Regions from separate parts of the Lactuca sativa genome. Here region 2 is linked to region 1. Evidence: chromatin contacts called from public Hi-C data. All regions are on one chromosome and are shown on one strand. Each heading gives the region's core, a stretch centred on a gene start, on an enhancer-like site or on the middle of the called end of the contact. The rest is flanking DNA. Distances are from core to core; before and after follow the strand shown.

What was found. A called contact is a pair of places that touch in the nucleus more often than the background predicts.
Region 2: a Hi-C map of seed shows a contact between it and region 1, with 4 times the contacts expected there. The contact joins the promoter of LOC111896704 here to the promoter of LOC111920187 in region 1. A contact is called at or near these places in 2 of 4 Hi-C or Micro-C datasets (leaf and seed).

Annotation. Positions count from the first base shown.
Region 1 is chr1:36,795,621-36,802,704 of Lsat_Salinas_v11, reverse strand. LOC111920187 (auxin response factor 2A) reads left to right here and starts at 4,675. Exons shown (of 12, transcript XM_023915787.3): 1 at 4,675-5,187; 2 at 5,275-5,390; 3 at 5,574-5,669; 4 at 5,743-5,799; 5 at 5,910-6,065; 6 at 6,143-6,227; 7 at 6,314-6,404; 8 at 6,485-6,845; 9 at 6,921-7,084. The coding sequence starts at 5,046.
Region 2 is chr1:37,403,364-37,410,447 of Lsat_Salinas_v11, reverse strand. It overlaps LOC111896704 (protein BONZAI 1), which reads left to right and starts at 2,805. Exons shown (of 16, transcript XM_023892681.2): 1 at 2,805-3,066; 2 at 3,693-3,740; 3 at 3,892-4,040; 4 at 4,128-4,176; 5 at 4,257-4,313; 6 at 4,457-4,645; 7 at 4,723-4,857; 8 at 4,954-5,015; 9 at 5,094-5,190; 10 at 5,311-5,425; 11 at 5,529-5,605; 12 at 5,699-5,836; 13 at 5,994-6,158; 14 at 6,243-6,356; 2 more. The coding sequence starts at 2,923. The coding sequence ends at 6,747.

The sequences.
Region 1 (7,084 bases), core at 3,426-5,925:
AAAACCCAAACGTAAATACAAATGCAAACGAAATAAGAAAATTGATGATTAGAGAAAAAAATCGTTTCCTCACACCGATAGGATCGATATGAAACCCTAACATGGAGTGTGATTAATCAATCATCGACTTTAGATGGCTCCTCCAACAATCGCCGGTGTCGTTGAAACTTGTTAAACGTAGCCGTACAGAGGACTGATACAACCAATTACCCAATCAGTTTTTTTGATTAAGCGAAGGAAATGCTAAATCAAATTACTAATTTTACACGCGCATGGATTTATAGATGTAGGAAAAGGATGAATGAGGAGGAAATGATGAATTACTTCCGGCGCCGACCAAATACAACAATTGCGGAAGCTTTAGGCCCTTCTCTTCTCTAGTTGGCATTTTGCTCCCTCTCTTCGATTCATACTAGCGATGAGAGAGAGAGAGAGAAAGAGAGAGAGAGAGAGAGAGAGAGAAGGACCAATGGAAAAGGCTGGGGTTGCGGTAGATTGAGATTTTATTTTAATTATTTAAATACTAAAATAAACAAAAGAAAATAGAAAAACGAAATGAAAAGGGTAAAATTGACCTTTTAAGTACACTAGGGATCAAAATCACGAAAAACCTTGATTTTAGACCTTCTATACAAGTGAGAAAGTTTTTGGACCCGATCCAAAGGCTTTTGAATACCACTAGGAGCAATCTTGTAGTTTTGTCTAAATTGTCATACAAAATCTATGAAACGTTTTAAACATATTGTAAAAAAAAGTTTATAAATAATTGTATGAAAGTTATAAAAAAATTTGTATAAAAATGTAAAATAAATAAATAAATAAATAAAAACTTGTAAGAAAAAACTAAAACATTTAGAAAATATTTGGTTTAAAAGCCCTTGTATGAAAATTATATGAAAGTATAAAGAAAAGTTTTATATATATATATATATATATATATATATATATATATATAAAAGCAAAGTTTAAAACATTGTATTAGAAAAACCAAGGTTGTAAAAATCGCTCGACGTTATCTAGTCGGTGGACTGGGGTAAAGGAATTAATCGGTTAGGCGGAGATTAATCGGAGGATTAATTGGGGACCATTAATTGCTAATTTGTTAGATTTTAAGAAATTAAATATGACTAATATCATATAAAAGTTTGTAAATGCCACTAATATCATAACAAAATAGGTTAATATGATAAATACAACACTAATCATACCTCAAATAGTTTTTATTGAAATATAAATTCTTCAAAATGTTAAAATTTCATTGGGTTCTACTGTTTCAGTCATTGTGTATGCATGGATTAATCGGTAGGCGCTCTCTAATCGGTCGAGTAGTGCCTAGAGATTAATCGGAGATTAATCGGGATTTTTACAACATTAGAAAAAACTATAGGAAAAAAATATCATAAAAATGTTGTAAGAAATTATAAAAAGTCTTGAGAAATTTATAAAAAAAGTTGTTTAAATTTAGACAACTTTTTTTTTTAACATATTTAACCATTTAACTTGTTAAATGTGTTCACATATTACAATTATTACATGCTATAGTAGGTGACAATGATAATATATGAACACATTTAACAAAGTTAAATGATCAAATGATACAAAAAAGAAAAAAGTTGCCTAAACATGAACAAGACAAAAAAATAATTACCCTCACAAATTATTTTCCCTTGTTAGAAGATAGAAAGTGACTTCAACCAATTTTTCATTTAGCCCTAAAAATGAATATATGGTGGATGGTGGTTAGAAATGAAAATAAGCTCCATAAGAGGGCAAATTTGTCTAGTAGAGATCTTGATTTATCTTCTATTATGTGTCTAGTCTGCGATCAGCGATCAGGAGTTGGAATCGACAAACCATCTTTTTGTTGGGTGCCTCATGGTCGGTGATTTATTGCTTCTTTTGGGTACATGGTGGAATATTGCGATGCAAACTTTTATCTCTATTTGGGATTTGTTTATTTGGTTTTGTTCTCTTAGGATGTCTAAGGTTCATAAAGAGTTTTTGGAAGCCTCTTTTCTTACTTTATGGTAGCATATATATTTGGTGGTTTCATACAGACTGTATTTTTGGTAGATGAACTCCAAAAAAGAGTTTGATGTTTGACCACATTGTTACTCAGTCTTTTCTTTAGGTTAATTTTAGGTGGTGTTGTCTGATTTTTTTTAGGCTAATTTTAGGTGTTGTTGTCTGATTTTCTTTAGGCTAATTTTAGGTGTTGTTGTCTGAACTTAAATTGAGTTGCCTGGTTACAAGATCCAACCCTTGCTATATTGCATGTAATTCTTGTTGGTTTTTGTCTAGCTTCTTGCTAGTTTTATAATATCTTTGTCGTTCGAAAAAAAAGTGACGGATGTCGCACATGAATTGATCTCCACTCATATGCATGTTTTTTTAATTGAGCACGTGTGGTTTATAGTAAATCGGTTAATCTTCAAAAAGAACAAAGAGCCGTGCATAAATGATGATGCAAGAGAGTGCAATCGATCAAAGGTCGCAAAGAGAAAAGGCAAAAGCAATAAAATATTACTCGTATTAAAGAAATCGTTGAAATAGTTGTGTTATCTAATAAAGTAGAGGATTCTAACAAAGATGAAAACAAAGTTTCTATCCAAAAACTAGAAGAAGATTTATCTTTTTTATAAAGAAGAAAGATTTTAAAATTCTAACTAGATGCACACGCAAAATGAATGACAAATGACTATACTACTATTAAAGGTTTTGTAGTGAAATCAAAGCCAAATATAAAGATGTAGTTCGTATTTCTTAATTTCTTAATTATTGTAATTTATGAACAAACTAGCCATGCAAAAATCATGCCCCTAAACAACGAGGTTGTTGTAGTTCGCATATATAAGAAACACAAGTGATTATATTTTCTTGCATTTCAAATAAATCCCACGCTTAGAGAATGTCTCATGATGCCATAATAAATCACATATTAGTGCTACAAGTAAATAAGTTTTTATTGATCAAGACCGAAAGGTCTGCTCATCACTTACCATTCATTTTTTCAGTGTAACGTCAGTTTTTCATCTATTCATTTTTCACTTACCAAAAGCCAGTAAATATCACATTTTACTACTTTTTATCATTATTTTTTTTAAATAAATATATTTATATAAATATTATATTCATTTGGTATGAAATTAAAAACCATGGCTTAAAAAGTATGGTGTTCATGGGTACAATTATCTAAACTAGGGCTGTGCAAAAAACCGCACAAACCGCACAAACCGTCCGCACTGCACCAAACCGCACCGCATAATGCGATTTAGAATTTCGTGGTGCGGTTTGCGGTTCATCATTTTATCAAACCGCACTATATAGTGTGGTTTGCGGTTTGTATTTATAAAACTGCAATTCAAACCGCACCACACCGCATGTTATATATGTACTTTTTTTTTTCTTTACTTTTTTATAAGTTCAAATCACGATTTAGAAATGATGTATATAAATATATTTCTTACAATAACCAAATATCTATAACGTAATATTAAATCACTATTAGATCAAGATCCTATGGTTTACAAAAATATAGCAACTATAACGGCAATATAAAGCAATAACAATGATACTTACAGAACTATAGTAGCATGAGTCACAATTTATTAAAAACGATTTAACTCGAAAATTGTATTTGTTTTTATAAAATGAAAGCAATCAATTTTTTTTAATCTGGTCAGGTTTTTGGTTTTTTGATAGATTTAATGTTGAACAACTCATCAAACCGCACAAACCGCAACTAAACCGCATAAACCGCCCGCATCAAACCGCACCGCATCACGCGGTTTTGAACATCTATGGTGCGGTTTGCGGTTTCTAAAATATTCAAACCACATATGCAGTGCGATTTGCGGTTTTGACTCGAAACCACACCAAACCACACCGCGCACACCCCTAAATTCTAAACCATGCCTCTTTCCCTCTCAAAGCCTTGGTAAATTTTGAAATAAAATTTAACCAATAAAACATTAAAAGCCTCACCGATCATAAATGTGCTCCAAAATACTTAAATCTAAAAGGGGAAGCTACAAATAACCATTTTTATATGATGTTTTGAATAAATAGTATATCTGGTTTTTATAGTAACTAATTTGTCATTTATATGTGAATAATTAGTGTATAGTGTTTTTATTACAACTAACTGATTATTAATATATGACTTGTAATATACTTGTTATTTATACATGTTGCTTGGTTATTTAAATGTAAATAAAACAATTTATTTAAATATGAATAACAAATCAGTTGTAATAAAAATCAGATATACGTTTTTATCTATATATAAATAGTAGCATGATAAAATCTTATATAAATAAACTAAATAATTTGTATTTATATAAAAAAAACTATATATGAATTTATTTTTATAAAAAATAAAAAATCATATGATTTTGATGATTTTTTCTTAAAATAGAATATATATATATATATATATATATATATATATATATATATATATATATATATATATATATATATATATATATATATATATATATATATATATATATATATATATATAACACTAATTTATTCTCGCAATATTTTATTATTATTTTTTACGTTCGTGTTTCAACTTTTGATCATCTGAAAAACATTTAATAATGTTTTATGATATATGATCCCTTATGTGGTGTATCTTCCCTTGACCAAGCATAAAGCCAAAATAAGATGTCGTTTTAGATAATAGATATGGTTCATCATCCCGGGGGAAGAAAACCCGGTCCAAGTTACCGGAAATACCCGGTCACCACTCGGGTGTTGTTAGAATTTGGACCACCGGTTGAAATTACTGCAAACACCAGTTTTGACCTCCAACCAGTCGATGAATATCTTCTTTGCTCTTGGAATTTCCATAACTAAGAGAGAGAAAACTCGTCTGATTGTTGATGTAGACGTGTTGATGAATTTGCTCATTTGATGCTAGTTTGAAGCTGATTTGGCCTGAAATTGTGTTGATCTGTTGTAATTTTTAGGGTTTTGTTGAGAATTATGGGTTTTTAGATTAGAGATCTGTGTTTGGAGGCGCTTATTGTGGTGAAATGACATCTTCAGAGGTTTCAAGCAAAGGTAATAACAGCATGAGAGGAGACAGAGACACGTTTTCTTTGTCTGGTTTTAGCGACAAAAATGATGCGGTAGGTGATTCAAGAGCTGTTACGGCGGTTTCCGGTGCCGGTAAAGGTAGTTGACGGAGTTCTATTATGGAAAATTTTGTTTTGCTTTAAGATTTACGAGTGATGAACTGTTTCTCTCTCTTTTTGTGTGTAGCTGAAGCGGATATGGCTCTTTACAAGGAACTCTGGCGAGCATGTGCTGGTCCGCTCGTCACTGTGCCTCGCGAAAACGAGCTGGTGTTTTATTTTCCTCAAGGACACATCGAACAGGTTCGAATCTGTACCAATTTGTGTAGTTAGCGCTAATTTCTGAAGCTGTTGTGTTCAATTTTACTTTTTCTTACTGCAAACTTACACGGATTTGTGCGTATTAGGTTACGAAAAGGTGACTGTGTACTTGTTTCTGGTCTGTTCGTAATCTGAAGTAATTCTCACGGATTATTTGTTTGTTAGGTCGAGGCGTCAACCAATCAGGTCGCCGAACAACAGATGCCGATGTATAATCTTCCGTCAAAGATCCTTTGCCGTGTTGTTAATGTGCAATTGAAGGTACATATTGTTGAATTTGATGATTTTGCTAGAGGTTTTGTATACCTGGCTGATATTTATTACGTGTTTGAAGGCTGAACAAGACACGGATGAGGTTTTCGCCCAAATAACTCTTATGCCGGAAGCTGATGTGAGTTAGTTTGATGAACGGAGTTGATATTTCATATATATTTGTAACTACTAACGAACTTCTGATACTTGATTAGTTTGTTTTTCTTACTAAATTTTCTTTAACAACAGCAAGATGAAAACGCTGTTAAGAAGGAACCACCACCACCTCCCCAATCCAGATTTCAGGTGCATTCTTTTTGCAAAACGTTGACTGCTTCTGATACAAGCACTCATGGTGGATTTTCAGTTCTGAGACGTCATGCTGATGAATGCCTTCCTCAATTGGTAACAGTCACCCTTCTTCTTGTTACTCCATTCCTTTTTCTGTTACTTATTCCCATTTGTTCATCTGATTCTCACAGGACATGTCAAGACAACCCCCAACACAGGAGCTAGTAGCCAAAGATTTACATGGAACTGAATGGCGCTTCAGACACATATTTCGTGGTAATTAACTAATTACTAACAAGTAACAACATATTCAATCTTGAATCAGATTTTGTATAACTTGATATATGTTTTGGCATGTATAGGTCAACCCCGAAGGCATCTCCTTCAAAGTGGTTGGAGTGTCTTTGTTAGTTCTAAAAGACTCGTAGCTGGTGACGCCTTTATATTCTTAAGGTAATAACAATTAATAATTAACAAATCTCATTTTCTGTTTTCATTTTCCATTTTTGATTCTCTTTTTGCATCTACTATAGAGGTGAGAATGGAGAGCTTCGTGTTGGAGTGAGACGTGCAATGAGACAACAACCAAATGTTCCATCATCTGTCATATCCAGTCACAGTATGCATCTTGGAGTCCTTGCGACAGCCTGGCACGCCATACAAACAGGAACAATCTTTACAGTCTATTACAAGCCTAGAACTAGCCCCACAGAGTTCATTGTTCCATATGATCAGTACATGGAATCCATCAAGAACAATTACTCCATTGGAATGAGATTCAAAATGAGGTTTGAAGGTGAAGAAGCTCCAGAACAAAGGTTTACTGGAACCATAGTTGGGATTGAAGAGTCCGATCCAAAAAGATGGCCAGAATCTAAATGGAGATCCTTGAAGGTATTAATTGTACCATTTTTTCTTCATGTTCTGGACTCCTGGTATGTCGAATTTACGTTTTTACCCTTTGTGTAGGTACGATGGGATGAAACATCTACTGTACCTCGTCCAGATAGAGTTTCACCATGGAAAATAGAACCTGCTTTGACTCCTCCTGCTATAACCCCACTTCCAGTCAATAAACAAAAGAGACATCGATCAAGTATCTTGTCTACATCTCCTGATTCCTCTGTTCTTAC
Region 2 (7,084 bases), core at 1,556-4,055, 610 kb before region 1:
AACCTGGAGTTGCCGATCATAAGGACTAAATGTGTACAGTTTAACAAGTTGAAGGGGTAAATGTGGACAAAAAAAACTCAGTGACTAAATGTGTACAAATCGAAAAATAAGTTGAAGGGGTAAATGTGGACAAAAAAAACTCAGTGACTAAATGTGTACAAATCGAAAAATATATTACCCTTTTAAGTCATTATCCCTAATATACTGTCTACTATGTTGGCAATATAATCAATATGTACGCTTTTTTTTTTTTTTTTTTTTTTGAATCCTTAATTTTTTTGAAGCATATTTCAAAATAAATCGTACCAATAAATGGTCCAATCCTTATTAGATTAAAAAAAAAACTTTACAAGGGGTAGTTATAATTATTTTTTTAGTAAATGCATTTTTATATTATATATATATATATATATATATATATATATATATATATATATATATATATATATATATATATATATATATATATATATGATTTTAGGAATCATAACAATTTTTTTAAATAGTTAGTATTAACATAATAACATATGTAAAACGCACTAAGTTAAAGAAAAAAAGATGTTACTTTTCAAATATTTTTAGAAACTAGACTTGTTTTTTTTTTTCTATATTTTTGTAGATTTTAAACAAAATCCGAAAAATAAAAAATATTGAACAACTCAAATACACAAGGCCTTTTTGTAAATGCTGAACTTATTATTATTATTATTATTATTATTATTATTATTATTATTATTATTACATTTTCTCAATGTCTATTGAGATTAATTATATTTTTTTCCTAGAAAATATAAACCTCTCTATAAAAAATATTGTTGCCGGCGAAATTGCTAACCGGAAAACTGTGTCGCTGATGGACTCGTCATATTCTTATTTCCGCCGTCGGTTGTAGTCGGGTTCGTACGTTCTTCATCATTCTCAACTAAAGTTTCGAGTTTAAAAAATCAAATAGAAAATTTAAAAATTATGTTCCGGTAGCCGTACGCCGCCTCTTCTAGCTTCCGCTATCTGCCAGTCGTTGTCGGCTTCTGTTCTCTGCCTTCTCTCATTTACATGCAGTAGTGATGTCGTGGTCCGATGCAACGACGATTCTGTGGTTGTGGTGGTCTGATGACGACGGTCGTCGCATTGTGGTGGGGGTGTCAAATAACAAACGAGTAAGTAATACAATCTGAGAAAAATACGTTGACGTTGTTATGTTACGGTTAACGTTTTTTTGTTTTTTAATGGAGAATTGGGCTAACAAATGGGCTACGTTTTTATTTATTTTATTATTTTATTATTTATTTTTTTGAAGAATTGGGCGGCAGATTTTTTAACAATAAAATTTTTTTAACGCCAAACAAATTGTTTGATCAACTTGTTTAATTATTTCAAATACATTTTTTTATTTCTATTTAAAGTATTATTTTATAAAAAATAGTTAATACTATTATTCTTATTTATTTTATAAAAAACGTTTCAAAAAAACTTAGATAATAATAGAGTTAGTAATTTTATTTGTATATAATAAAATAGTAAATAAAGTTTAAAAAAATTAGATAATAATAATAATAATAATAATAATGTAATAATTAAATAATAAAGTAATGAAATGATTAGGATATAATAGGCTAATATATAAAGATGTATATAGGGAGTTTATTAGACTAGAGTGGAGTGTCCATAACACCACCCTAAATCTATTTGACATGACTCTTTTGACTATTTTATATTGTTTTTAAATTCATTTTAAATGTATTATATATTTATAATTTATTCTCTTTAGTTATTGTAATTGTAACTATAAAATAATATTTATGACTTTTTTGTTAGGCTTTTCTAAGTACTTTGTTACACATGACACTTTTTTATAATTTTAAATGTAGAACGATGAAATCAAAAATGTTATAAAGATAAACAAAAAGATAAAAATATATAAATAATGTTTTAAAAATAAAATAGATGAAAGTCCAAATGAATAATAAATAAGACGACTATATATGTAATGATACACATAATTCAATGAGATTTCTTATCTACAATTCAAATACCATTTCTTATTCGATACACAATTCAACGATATTGATACATAATTCAGGCTATTTAATCATAACATAAATAATATTTTTTTATAAATAGACCCATCCACTTTCATTTTCAACGTACCAAATTTTGGAAAACAATCTATTTTAAGTAACAACATGAGTTGGTCTAAATATTTTGCCGTCATTTGATGAATTAAATTACGCTATATGTTCATTTATTACTATTAAGATATTTATGTTTATGTATATCATTTATTACTATTAAAATAAGTTATTTCAATAGTGGTCGGTCATTCTCTAATTGTAGTTTTCCTCCTTAAAAAAACTGCCTGCTTGCGGTTGGTTCTTGTGTTCTAATTCTAACATAATACTAATGTATATTTGATTTATCAGTTACATGATAGGCTTAAGATTGTTAAATACAGGCTGATTGATGCTGTCTGGATTTTTTCGTGAAGGTTTGGATAAATTTACATCAAGTGTTTTACTCCTAAAACTCTCTATATTTAAATCTATTTCTATATCTCTATAACTCATGAAGTAAACACATTAAAAATATATACAGGTGACAGGTCTTAGTCTTTTGTTAAATATAAGAAAACATATTTAGCAAGGTTTGTAACTTTTCCAAATCATAGGAATGGTTTTATTAACCAAAATTGTAAAATGAGAAATACCTTAGAGACAATTTATGTAATTTACTCTTTATATTATTTAAAGTAAAAAACATCATTGGTTTAACTCCACCGTTATCTCCTGGAAACCTTCTTGGTCCGGTCGAGGTCTTAAACTAGTAGTACTATTTTCCACTCCAATTCAACATTAAAAAGTCGACCCCCTTTTACCTCACTTGAATTTCCATTTTCATTTTTTCTAAACATCAGCAGCAGCAGCGATGGGCAATTGTTGCTCCGACGTTACCGATGGCAAGGCCGCCGTCGGCGGCTCTCCATATAATCCCGATGCTCCTGGTCCTAATGATGCCGTAGATGTTTTTCTCAAATCTCGTGGTTACCATGGCCTCTTTTCTCAGATCGAGGTACTCTCTCTCTCTCTCTCTCTCTCTCTCTCTCTCATATTTATTTTTCTAATTTCCGATCATTTTTAGGATGACTTTTCTGTTTGCTTACCTGTATTACTTGTTTTGCTTACGTCCAGTGGAGTGTGTAATATTTGACCTATCACGCGTAGTGTAATACATTGTAGAAATGTAGAGTGAAGGTGTTAAGTGTTAAGTGTTAGTTCTTAATTACTCGAGGTTTTTGATCGATGAATCCGTTGACTAGTTTGTTATGTTTCATGCTGGTTTTTGAAAAAGAGGTTCGGACTATGTGCAGGTTTAGATCGAGGGAGGTAATTTTCAGCCCAAAGATGAAGCTATGTCTGTTTTGGGTATTATAGTGTGTAGCAGCATGTAGTTGCTTCCTATAGAAAGGGGACAATGGGCTGGTTTTCAATTTTGATTTTGATGTATCTCCTGATTGTAGAATTTATAACAGCACTACTATTTTAAATTGTAAGCATCGTTTCTAAACAAGTGTTCTTTGATGTTCACTCGTAAGTAAGATAGACATATGGTTAATTATGATTATCAATGTATTGTTGTTATACCTGATAACCTACATATATGTCAAACTGATGTAATTAATTATCAAATTCTTGCAGCTGTCTTTGTCTGCTTCAAACTTGCGTGACATGGATATGTTTTCCAAGGTATGTTCTCATTATTTATGAACACCGATTTAAACATGACTTCATGTACTTATAAATCTATGCATTTTGAGTGAAATATTGATTTGTTTCTTGTTTTTTAGAAGCTGATAAACTTTCTTGCTCTCTAACAAATATATGATTTTATCTATAGAGTGATCCCATGGCAGTTATATATACAAAAGGAAATGATGGCTCATTACAAGAGATTGGTCGTACAGAAATTGTTCTAAATTCATTAAATCCACAGTGGATCACAAAACACACTGTTACCTATCATTTTGAAATGGTTCAAATGCTGTTGTAAGTTCTACTAGGTCAGATTTTCTATTTCATACATGTACATTGATTTTAAATTATATCTAAACAAAATGTCATCTTACATTACAGGTTCAGGGTATATGATGTTGATAGAAAACTCCATGGCCCACAAGTAAAGGTGTAATAAATTATATAATTCTATTATCTATTAACTTTTCTCAAACATTTGACACTCAAAGTTTTATGTTTGTTCTGCAGACACTTAAGTTGGATGAACAACAATTCCTGGGAGAGGCTACTTGTACATTATCCGAGGTATGAACTATGAACTATGAACAATCAATCTTTTTGCTTTTTTAGTTTCTTGGAAATATGATGAAACATCTATGTTGTATATAATTAAAACTGAAATCTGTAAGTTTTGATTTTAATAAAAGATTGATGTTATTTCTATGTAGATAGTCACCAAACCAAATTGGTTGTTGACCATGGATCTTGTGGATGTAATAGAGTCAACCAACACCTCACGTCCAAAAAACAAAGGGAAGCTCAATGTTCATGCAGAAGAAGTTTTTGTGTCCAAGACTACAACTGAGTTAACATTTAGGTGCTCAGATTTAAAGAATATGGATTTCTTCTCCAAAAGTGTATGTACTTCATTCCTTTTTTAATCATTATAATAGAGTAGACTTTCAATTTACTTATTTCATATTGTTTGTTTCAGGATACCTTTTTAGTAATTTCAAAATGTGTGGAGGGTGGGACTACTATTCCAGTTTACAAAACAGAAGTTCTGAAAAATAATTTAAACCCAATTTGGAAACCATTTCTTTTGTACACTTCACAAGTGGGTAGCAAGGTAATAAAATATGTTATCATTCAGTCTCATATATATGCAATATGGAGTCACTTTTTTTTTTATTACTTTTTAATTCTTTTATTTAAATCTATCCAGGACACTCCACTGAGTATTGAGTGCTTCAACTATAATAGTAACGGAAATCACAATCCACTTGGGTAGGAAATCGTTATATTTCTTTATTATTAATTAAAATCGTAATTTTTTTTTTTTTTTTAATATTTTGGGTCATTCAGCAAAGTCCAGAAGTCGCTTGCTGAGTTAGAAAAATTATCTTCTAGTGGTCAGGGAGTGCATATGTTTCCATCACTTGAGAAAGATAATCAGAAAAAGGTTTTAACCACTAATCCATGTATTTATATTTTATATGTTTTTAATTATTCATCTGACTCTATAGATATTATCATGTTTTGCTCTTACCTATTTATAATTTATAATATAATATATACACAGATACTGAAAAGTCAACTCTTTGTGGATAAGTTTTCTGAAAGGGTCCAACATACCTTCCTTGATTACTTGGCTGGTGGCTGTGAATTGAACTTCATGGTGGCTGTTGATTTTACAAGTATTTGTGCTCTTTTTCTACACATACAACTACGATTTTGTTGTCAAACAAACCTACTTACTTACCTCATGTTTTATATAATACTATATTTTTTTTTCTTCAGATTCTAATGGAAATCCACGTCAGCCAGATTCTTTGCATTATATCGATCATTCTGGACGTCCAAATGCATACCAAAAAGTGAGAAGCTACAATTTCTGTTATTTATAGGAAATATAATCACTTGTTAAACAAATAGAAATACAAATAGTAATGATGTTCCACTTGTTTTAGGCAATACTTGAAATTGGTGAAGTGCTTCACTTTTATGATTATGACAAGAAATTTCCTTTATGGGGTTTTGGAGCTCGCCCTTCTGATGGCCCAGTCTCTCATTGCTTCAACCTAAACGGAAGCAGTGTCAACTCAGAGGTGAACCTGAAACTTTTAATTTTTCTTATAAGGGCATTCACGTCTTTTTCTTTCTCACTAAGGAAAGATTTACAGCAATTCTCTTGTCCAATTTGTTGATGATGCTGCTAAGGTTTAACTGTTTTTTTTTTTTTTTTTATTATTATGGAAATTTTAGGTTGAAGGGATTGAAGGTATCATGACAGCATATAGACAGGCTCTTTTTAATGTTTCACTAGCGGGCCCCACCATATTTGGACCTGTGATAAAGGCTGCAGGACTGAGAGCTGGGCAGGCTTTGGCAGCTAATGAGAAGAAGTATTTTGTTCTATTAATCATCACGGTATTCACATACAATTTAACAATTTAACAATTTAACACAATGATAAATATGAAATGAAATACGTTTTCATTTGTTAACAAACAGGATGGAGTCATATCAGATCTCCAAGAAACGAAGGATGCCCTCGTAAAGGCGTCAGATCTTCCATTGTCCATCCTAATCATTGGGGTTGGTGGAGCTGATTTTACGGAGATGGAGGTAGTACAATTTTTTTATTTTTTTTTCTCATACCAAAGGGTAAAACTGTCATTTACTCTACTCACATTCCATGCAGATTTTAGATGCAGATAAAGGTGAAAGTCTCCAAAGCTCAACAGGCCGGCTTGCATCACGCGATATAGTTCAATTTGTTCCTTTCAGGGATGTTATACAAGGTAATAATAAGTCTTCCTTCAATCCTAAATCCTTCTCTTTTGTATGCACTTAAAGAAAATATATATATATATTTTTTTTATTTGAATATGGTAAAAAATAGTTGTGATTTATTTGTTATTTTGCAGGTGGAGAAGTGTCTGTTGCTCAATCCCTTTTAGCAGAATTACCCTCACAATTCTTAACCTACATGAGAAACCGTGATATTCTTCCTTGATACGTACATAACTTAATGAGTGCTTTCTGTCATTTCTGTCTTTGTACAGTTTCATTCCACGTCTTTTTTTTTTTTCTTTAATATTTTGAGGGCGTTGTGATATGAATGGACTTGGTGGATCCAATAAATGTAGTCATTAATTAAATCCATGTTTGTCACATGTATGATAATGTCGTTTCCACTTTGGTCACAATGTGTGTTTAGTTTGACCCCCCGAATCCGCTAGCAAAATGTAAAAAGTTATGGTTGAAATTCAATAGCCTTGTTTTTAAATGATATATGGGCATGAATGGTTGTGATTTGATTTTTTGGCAAAATGACTTCGGAGGATAATAAT